Regions from separate parts of the Mus musculus genome. Here region 1 is linked to region 2. A link is a contact called in public Hi-C data. All regions are on one chromosome and are shown on one strand. Each heading gives the region's core, a stretch centred on a gene start, on an enhancer-like site or on the middle of the called end of the contact. The rest is flanking DNA. Distances are from core to core; before and after follow the strand shown. Region 1 overlaps Aifm2 (apoptosis-inducing factor, mitochondrion-associated 2). Region 2 holds the start of Tysnd1 (trypsin domain containing 1).

The links. A called contact is a pair of places that touch in the nucleus more often than the background predicts.
Region 1: a Hi-C map of cerebral cortex shows a contact between it and region 2, with 2.0 times the contacts expected there. The contact joins the enhancer-like site here to the promoter of Tysnd1 in region 2. A contact is called at or near these places in 9 of 39 promoter capture datasets (the 3T3-L1 cell line, 3T3-L1-derived adipocytes, hippocampal neurons and 4 more), 35 of 484 Hi-C or Micro-C datasets (the C2C12 cell line, the HPC-7 cell line, the N1E-115 cell line and 18 more), 9 of 115 datasets of contacts at active chromatin or transcription factors (bone marrow-derived macrophages, embryonic stem cells, fibro-adipogenic progenitors and 2 more) and 4 of 9 other capture datasets (adipose tissue, embryonic stem cells, liver and 1 more).

What each region holds. Positions count from the first base shown.
Region 1 is chr10:61,734,160-61,738,381 of GRCm38.p6, reverse strand. Aifm2 (apoptosis-inducing factor, mitochondrion-associated 2) reads right to left here. Exons shown (of 10, transcript NM_001284300.1): 7 at 3,953-4,105; 8 at 2,724-2,924; 9 at 1,624-1,799. The coding sequence ends at 1,648. Among named protein-coding and RNA genes, the nearest start is that of Aifm2, 21 kb to the right of the region's middle. Within about 2 kb of position 1,536, at least 20 of the 459 cell types and tissues checked have an H3K27ac peak or open chromatin away from gene starts, as enhancers often do. A contact at or near this core is called in cerebral cortex and hippocampal neurons, where this site is marked.
Region 2 is chr10:61,693,003-61,697,159 of GRCm38.p6, reverse strand. It overlaps Tysnd1 (trypsin domain containing 1), which reads right to left and starts at 1,646. Exons shown (of 4, transcript NM_027912.1): 1 at 418-1,646. The coding sequence starts at 1,589. Sar1a (secretion associated Ras related GTPase 1A) reads right to left here. Exons shown (of 7, transcript NM_009120.3): 7 at 3,863-4,157.

The DNA.
Region 1 (4,222 bases), core at 287-2,786, 41 kb before region 2:
GTCTCAACTCCAGTCTGGAACAGACCTTGGTCACAGCCCAAATGGGGATGGGCTGGAAGCACCAGAGATGCTGGTATCTCAAGGACTCTTGCCACCTATAACCAAAGGCCAAGGCCAAAGCAAGCTGGAAGAGGCAGGGGAGGGTGAACCATGCCGAAATCTACTGGAGTGGACTCCCAGTCTCTTCTGCTATAGACATTGAACTTAGGCCATGCACAAGTGGCTACTCCCTACTTGGATAGAGAAGTCCTTCAAATACTTCATACACCTTAGCAATCTATAGCGGACATGGTGACCCAGGAGGGCCCAAGTGACAGGAGCTGGCCAGGAAATGAGCAGCACAGCTCCCCACCCACTAACAGCAGCCTGTTAGTAACCTGGAAACCACTAGGTACCATCCAGAGATGCCCATCTGGTCTTTGGCGATCAAGCAGCCAGTACCCTCCCCAAATCACAGGTCTCCATCCCTGGATTCCTGCACCCAGCCAGGCTCAGCCTCTCTAGACATAAACTTCACCCTGTTGGGGTAGTATTTGAGTGACTGTCCTCAGAAGCAAGCAACCACCAGCCCAGAGGGGGGTGGAGGTGTTCAGCTGTTCCCCCTTTTAAAAGGGTTGTCCCAGCTGGCCTTGCTGACTGATTTTATCTGATTGTGGAGTGGTGTCAAGGACCAGGAGACTCTCATCTGTGTATCCAGTGGCGCCCTACCACCTGTTATACACCACTCTGCTTTAATGACACTCACTGGTTCCTTGGAGTAAAGTCTGACAGAACCCTGCCTCAGTTTGTCAGTGAGACCTTAGGAGAAGGGGCAGATGTGGCTTATATCTCCCCCACCTTCCCAAAGAGATTTCAGCAACGGATGGGTGAGCTAGAGGGGAATTTTGTCTGACTCTTCGTACATGCACCTATGACACACAGGCAAGCCGGATATGGAGATAAAGGCTCATGAAGGTTAAAGATGGGCCCAAGGTACCAGAAAAGACTGAGACAGGAGCATTACCTGAACTCAGGAGTTCTAGGCCAATCTGAATAATGTAGGTAGACATGGTGGGGGGCAGAGAGAGATTCTGCACTCATGCTGTGTGAGTGTTGTTAGGAGGGAAGGAGAGAGAGAGGAAGGGGGGGTGCTAATCATAGAGTAACAAAAGGCCTCAGTTAATAACGTACTTGCTGTAAGATATACAGGCTCCCCCACCCCAGCACCCCTCCTTGGTCTCGTGCTGTGGGCTCTCTTTACTATACTACAGATGAGGAGCCAACTAGAGGAGCCCAGCTCTGCCCAACAAGAGCTCTGAACAGTTCTCCCAAAGCCTGATGCTTTCATGTGCACACACAGACAGAAGCCTGCAGTAGGGGAGCTCCCTCTGCCTCCCCAACACCCTTTAGCTAGCACAGCTGCAGGCAGACCTTCCAAACCCGGAACGAATCTTCTAGGCTAATTGTTCTTTTTTTAATGCCTCCCCCCACCCTTTACTCTCTGTCTCTCATTTCTGGCTTTACTCAAAATGTATTTCCAGCCAGCACATGACTGACACCACGATCCAGACAAAGAGCTCCGCCCTTGGCACCTGTCAGAAGGGTGTCCTTTGTCAAGCAGTCTGTCACCCCTCCGAGCGGTACCTCGACTCCCACGCAGCCTCCCTGTCACGGTGGAGACTGCCGCATGGTTTTCCAGCTTGTGGAGATGAGAAGGTCCCTGCTCTTGGCCAGCCGCACCATGAGGCGGCCTACGTAGAAGCCACTGATCTGACCCACGCCATCATTTCTGCCCATGGACAGGAGGAATGTCAGCGCACCTGGGAGGCAGACACACACAGCAAGACGATGCTTGAGTGCTTGAGGGATGCAGGCCTGATGTTTGAGACTCCAGCAGGCAGCCATGCATAATACCTTTTAGGAAAGCAAGTCGTGTGTGTGTGTGTGTGTGTGTGTGTGTGTGTGTGTGTGTGTGTACACCAACCATGCATACCCTTTAAGAAAGCAAATCAGATGTTTGGTGTGTGTGCTTGTGTGGTGCAGATCAGGAGACAACCTGGGCTATCATTCTTCAGGTGACATTCACATTTTTTTTTAAAGCTGGATTTTTTTTTGTTTCCTGACCACAAGGCCCAGTTTTTTGTCTTTTTCTTAACACGTGTTCTAGGCATCAAACTAGGCCCCTGCTTTTTAAGTACTTTACTGACTGAGCCATCTCCCCCAGCCTCTTTTGTTAGCAATACTGTCAGTGAAACCCGGGGCTTCAGTGTGCCAGGCAAGAATTCTACCAGGGAGCTACAGCCAAAAGCATGTTTGGTTTTAAAGAGGCTTTGTGCGGAGACCTGCAGTCTGGTGGTAATTCATGTTATAGCACTGGGCCACTTCGTTCTGACCCTCCCTTGGGGCAGTCGGGACCTTAATATGGCCTCATCTCTCTTTTTTTTATTTTTTTAAAAGATTTGTTATATTTATGTGAGTACACTATAGCTGTTCTTAGAAGAAGGCATCAGATCCCATTATAGATGGCTGTGAGCCACCATGTGGTTCCTGGGAATTGAACTCAGGACATTTGGAAGAGTGCTCTTAACTGCTGAGATATCCCTCCAGCCCAGGCCTCATCTCTTAAAGTTGGGTAGTTAAGCTAGTGGACTGATGCATGTTTAAGCATCTACTAGGAGAGTAAGGCCCCAAAGCCTTTCGCATGTCTAATCCCAAACCAACAAACATAAACAGGCTTTCCTCACCTGGCTTGTAAGCTTTGAGTGGCCTCTGCTTCATGGAGTTGACGATGTTGGCCACGGCAACATTGGCATGCAGGCCAGCGTGGTAGGCCATCTTGGGCTCCTTGGTATCGGCACAGTCACCAATGGCATAAATATTGCTGTAACCTTCCACCTGGAGGAACTCGTTCACTTTCAGAGCACCATTGCTAGCCAGCCTACTCTCTGCTGGGCAAGATGACACCACGTTAAGTCGCCTCCGGAATTGCATGAGTACAGGGTGTGGGTTCAGTCACTTTGGAGGTATGTGCTAAGAAATGGCACCCCCACCTGCCGTCATCCAGCCTGAAGTCCCCACCCAAGACCCTGCCTGCCGAAGCAAGCCTAACCCACAAGAACAGAGGCAGATCACTGGAAAGCCAGGGAGCTCACTACAAGTCCCCCGGCTTCCCAAGTCTCTAACTGTCTTTGGAACATCCATGGGAATTTCAGAATACACACAGGCCTTTTCTAAACGACAAACAGCTTCCCTTATAGGGGTTGAAAAGAACTTATCTTTGGAAATACATTAGGATAATGAGACATTAAACCCTGGGATTTCTGCCCACTACCCCTGTGGACTGGCTTCCTTCTGGATTGAAAACTAACTTCCTGTTGGATCTGGCTGAGACTGGTCAGGGAAGGATGCTCGACAGTGGAAAAATGACAGGTACCTGGAGATGCAGAGTAACCATGGAGCTTGGCCCCTGAGTCTTACTCTCCTATGTAGATGCTTAAACATGCATCGGTCCACTGTCTAACTACTGAACTTTGAGAGATGAGGCCATATTAAGGTTCCGACTCCCCCAAAGGGAGGTTCAGAATGAAGTGGCCCGATGCTTGGATCTGGATTTGGAGAGAGCAGCGTACCTGTGGATGGAGAAAAGCCTGACCTGGGACTTCCTGGGCTTCCTCAATGAAAGCATCAAGAAAAGAGGCCATTCTCACCTCTCTGAAGCCTGTTCCTATCTCTCGCCACTAGGGGGAAGCACTCACCTGGAAGGGGAGGATTCTGGCCTCCAAGGGGGGTGTGGGTGAGAGAAGGGGGGAGGAACAGCTGGGCTTGGCTCACCTGAATTTAAAGTTCAAGGTCTAATGAACTTCTGGGATAAAAGGAGGAGACACGGAGTGCTGGTTCAGGTGGCAAGGACTATGGTGTGTCTGCAAATGCCAGGGCAGCTTAGGGAGCAACAACCTCTGGGCCACTCACTCACCAAATGCACTGCGGTAGGCAGAGCTGTTGATCTTGATCCCATTGCACACAATCACCATGTTGGTGGCCACCTCCGTGCCCTTGTCTGTCTCCACCTTGATGTACTCCCGATACTCATTGCGAGGCAGTTCCTCCAGGTTGCTCACCCGCTCACCTGTGGGAGGGTTCCGTGACAGGAAGCTGACAGAGGACAGCACACCCCGTGGTGGACCAAGGGAAAAGTCGTCCCTCATGACTCCCTCCGTCCACTCTCCTGAGCAGCAGGATCTGG
Region 2 (4,157 bases), core at 397-2,896:
TCATCTTCAGGTGGCAAGGCAGTCCTGGTGAGGCTCTAAGGGAGCCCTCACTAGGTATGCCACATCAATCATTACCTCAGGGCTTTCGTTTATCACTTACAGGGTTGAAGTTCTTAGGGTCAGCCTTCTATGGTCAAAGGGCTTTCACAGGGCCTAAACTGCAAAGCCAAGAGACAGAAAAGCTGCCCAAAGAGTTTCATGCTAGCTAAAGGGCTCAAAGTCACCCAGTCCTACCTGCTGCTGCCCATAGTCCCACGGGTCCCCGCGCTAAGAGTCGCTTGTGCCTGGCAGTTTGCTCAAGCTTCGCTGGGCCCTATCAAGAGGCCCAGATCCCCTCACTGGAGTCCTGGTTGTCAAATATGAACTGAGGTCTCTAACACTGGGGGCCTGGTGAGGGCGGGCAGTCCTGAGTCTTACTTGGGTGTAGCGGAGTGTACCAACACCCTGGCTGCTTCCCGGGGTGCCACATGGCGACAGGTGACCACCAGGCGAGGCGCCACGACCACTCCGGAGCCCCACACGGTACCACACTCCACCAGCACCGCCGCGGCCGCCCACGGGGGTCCGAGATCGCGCAGAGGCAGGCCCCGTGGCGTGCTCACATCGGGTGGCGGCAGCAGCACAGACAGGGAAGCGGAGCCGGGGTGCAGACGGGCGAGCGCCCAGCGGGCAACCTGAAGCAGCGGGGCGGCGGCGCACAGCAGCGTGAGGCCCACCCACTCGCGGGCCTTCCAGCAGAGCGGCGCGGCCACCAGAGCCACCAGCGCACCCGCAGGTCGAGCGGCGAACACTCCGCCGCCTTCCGTGCCCGGCAGGCAGCGCGCGTCGGTGAGCAGCAGCGGCCCGGCCGCGTTGCTGAGCACGCCGCGGCTCAGCGTGTTGAGGAAGATGTCCGGGCAGAAGGCACCGAACGGAGAGCCACAAGCCAACAGCGGTGCGCCCTTGACCACGGCCCCGAGCGGTGCCACGGTCACCACCGGTCCGCGCCTCTCCTCCGCCGCCGCGCCCCGCTGCACCCGCAGCAGGGCGAACCAGCCGAGCGCGCGCAGCTGGTCCTCCTCTTCCTCCTCCGAAACCGCATCGTCGGGCGCCGAGCTTACGAAGTGCCATTGATCGACCGCATCGGCCCCGAAGAGCCGAGCGAAATGCGAGCGGAAGGCCGGGCAGCTGAGCAGCAACAGCAGCTGCGCTGGTCGCGGGGGCTGCAGAGGCCGCGCGCGGGCCCGGCTCGGGGCGCCGGGTTCGAGGCCCAGGCTTGCGCACTGAGGCGTGCACAGCCCCGGGAGTTCCTGATCCGCGCGACCGGCAGGGCTGGCAGCCGTGGGTCCCCACTGCACGTGGAGACGTAGGTCATCGCTGCAACTGTCGCCCGGCAGGAAGGCGGTGCCCGTCTGGGTCAGCGCCGCGCTGCCCGTCCGCAGGAAGGGGGTAAAGATGCCTCCGTGGCACAGCACTAGGCCTGGGTTACGGCTCAGAATCACCCCGCTGCAGCTCCACGAGCCCGCGTCAGGCTGTCCGGCCCGCGAGGCGCTCACCACGCAGCCCGCCTGCTCCGCCACTCTCATAGAGGGTCCCCATTGCCGCCCCATGGCTTCCCCAAGACGTCGCACAACGGCTGTCACCACAGGGCGACTGGCGCAAACTCTGACTCAGGCCTCCTTGCCGAGCCCGATTGGCTAAACCTCAAGCGACCGCTCTTATTGGTTGGGCACAGCGCCGAGTCCTGATTGGCTATTGATGCTACTCCTCGTTTGCTAATCCTCCTTTCCCCGCCCTCTTAATTTAGCCAGCCTAGGAATCCTTGGGTTTGGGGTGGCGGGGTGGAGGGGCGGGGGAAGAGGTGAAAAGAAACCTCCTGAGACACAGACGTGAAGCGTCACAGGGAAACCGACAAGGGCGACACTCCCCAGTCGAATCTCGTACTTGACCGGCATCTAACTGTACCCTACAGCCACTGCACGGATGTAAGCAACCTCCGTCTCTTGACAGTGGAACAATATGGGCCAAGGGAACCCTTGGTTGATTCAGTACGTACATTCATACATACATGTGTTTATTCTGGATTTTCGAGATAGGGTTTCTCTGCTTGGTGCAGGAACTCGAGCTGCAGACTAGGATGGCCTCGAACTCGGGATCTACCAGTTTCTACCTCCCAAGCCACCAAACCCCGATCTACTTAAAAAATTTTGTAAATCCTACAACAATCCACTAGGGGGCATGCGACTCACAAAATTGCTCCTAGGACAGTTACTAAAATTCCTAAATACATAAATTGTTTTGAAAGTGGCACAGGGTGCCACTTTTTGGCCCACACTGGCATCGAACTTCGGCAGTTCTTCTGCCTACATCCTCCCTAGAGTCCAGGGATTACAGTTTTACTTTACCCATGGGTTATTTAACCATGTATTATACAACCTTTCACACGACATGTCTAACCACCACTCCGGATTTATGTTAGGTCAGGGCAAATACTTTGAAAGTACAGACTGAACTAGTTCAGGTTTTGTGGGCTATAAAATCATCACTTCCAAATATTCAGCATATAACCCAGTCTCGTAATTCGAATTTCATAACAGCTCATCTCCTCCACCATTTACAAGTGTAAAAATCAAGACTGGAGAGGAGGGCTCAGCACTTAAGAGCTCTAAGCACTTACAGCTCTAAGCATGGACCTTAGTTTGGTTCCCAGCACCCACATGGTACCTTACAGTTGCTTGTAATTATAATTCCAGGATATTCAATACTCTCGTCTGGCATCTGCTGTCCCCTGAACTCATGACTCAGGCAGGCAAACACGTACACATAAAATATAGTATTAAAAAGTTCCTCACTTTCCAAGGACAGGTGGGCATGAACAGGTATGTTTGGAGAGACTTCATGAATCTCTCTAAAGTATATTAATGGTTTTTGGTTTGGTTTGGCTTGGTTTTTCGAGACAGGGTTTCTCTGTGTAGCCCTGGCAGTCCTGGAAATCACTCTAGACCAGGCTGGCTCAGAAATCGGCCTGCCTCTGCCTCTAGAGTGCTGGGATTAGAGGATGTATTAATGTTCAGTGAGACTTCTGGGAATGGAGTTAACACTGCTGCTGCTTTCCCAGCCTCACACCTAATGCTTCCAGTGCTCCTGTGTCACAAACCTACCTAATAAGGGCAAACAGCGGTTGAGGCAGACAGAACTGGAATGAAGCGCATTCTCAGAGCAGGCAGTCCTGGGTTTGCAGACACAGATGACAAGATCTACTTTCCCCAACTTCCTAGCAATTAAGACTCTCTAGAATCCATTAATTCCCCCTTGATGCCCTTCAAGTCTCCAGCGCCCTCTGTTCCTGATTAAGGTGGTTTAGGGCTGATCACAGTACAGACGGCCCAAGTCAGCCAGCAGCACCTTGTGTTAAGGCCCTCAGAACTCTGACTCTCAGGTCTCTCTCTGTCCCTGGCAAATATACCCTTTGCCCACAGAACCAGTCTCCTTCCCCTGTAAAGGTGATCTCAGGACACATCCAGCATGTTTTGTTTCGGATTTTGTTCTGTCTTCTGGTGCTTTCTATAAGCAACTGTAATGTAAATGTGGAATCAGACTTCTGTTTCGCCAAGTGTGGCTCTGAACGTGTAGCTAGTACGTGCAAGCACAGTCCTTAGCACTGTTGCAAAGATGACCAACAACCTTGGGCCACTTCATGATCAAACAGTACTGCATTTGCTACTAGTGCTCAGCCTTTTTTACTTGGTCTTTTATCCTGGTAGCAATTCAAGACTCACATTCTCTTTAAATGTCCTTCCCTATAAGTAAGAATTCTTGTTTTCCTTCCCAACAACGCATGCTTACTCAGAATAAATCAATTTTAAAAAAGGAGAGAGGCAAGTTCATTTTAGCTTTTTATTAAAATGCTTAGGATACAGACTGACCTTTTGTAAATGACAGTTTTACTTTTGCTGAAACAGGACACATGTGCACTCTGATAAACAGAATGAAGAGTCTCAGTTCATTGGAGCCCCTGGCCATGGCCCTGGCAGAGTTGCACTTGCTGCAGCAACCTCTTTTGGCCACCTTACTTAAGACGGTGTTCTGTGCAGCATGAAGCAGACTGGTGCCACTGTTCAGCCATCTTTCTCCGGTGGCCAGAATAAACCACTTTCACAAAGAGCCACCCTGGGCAG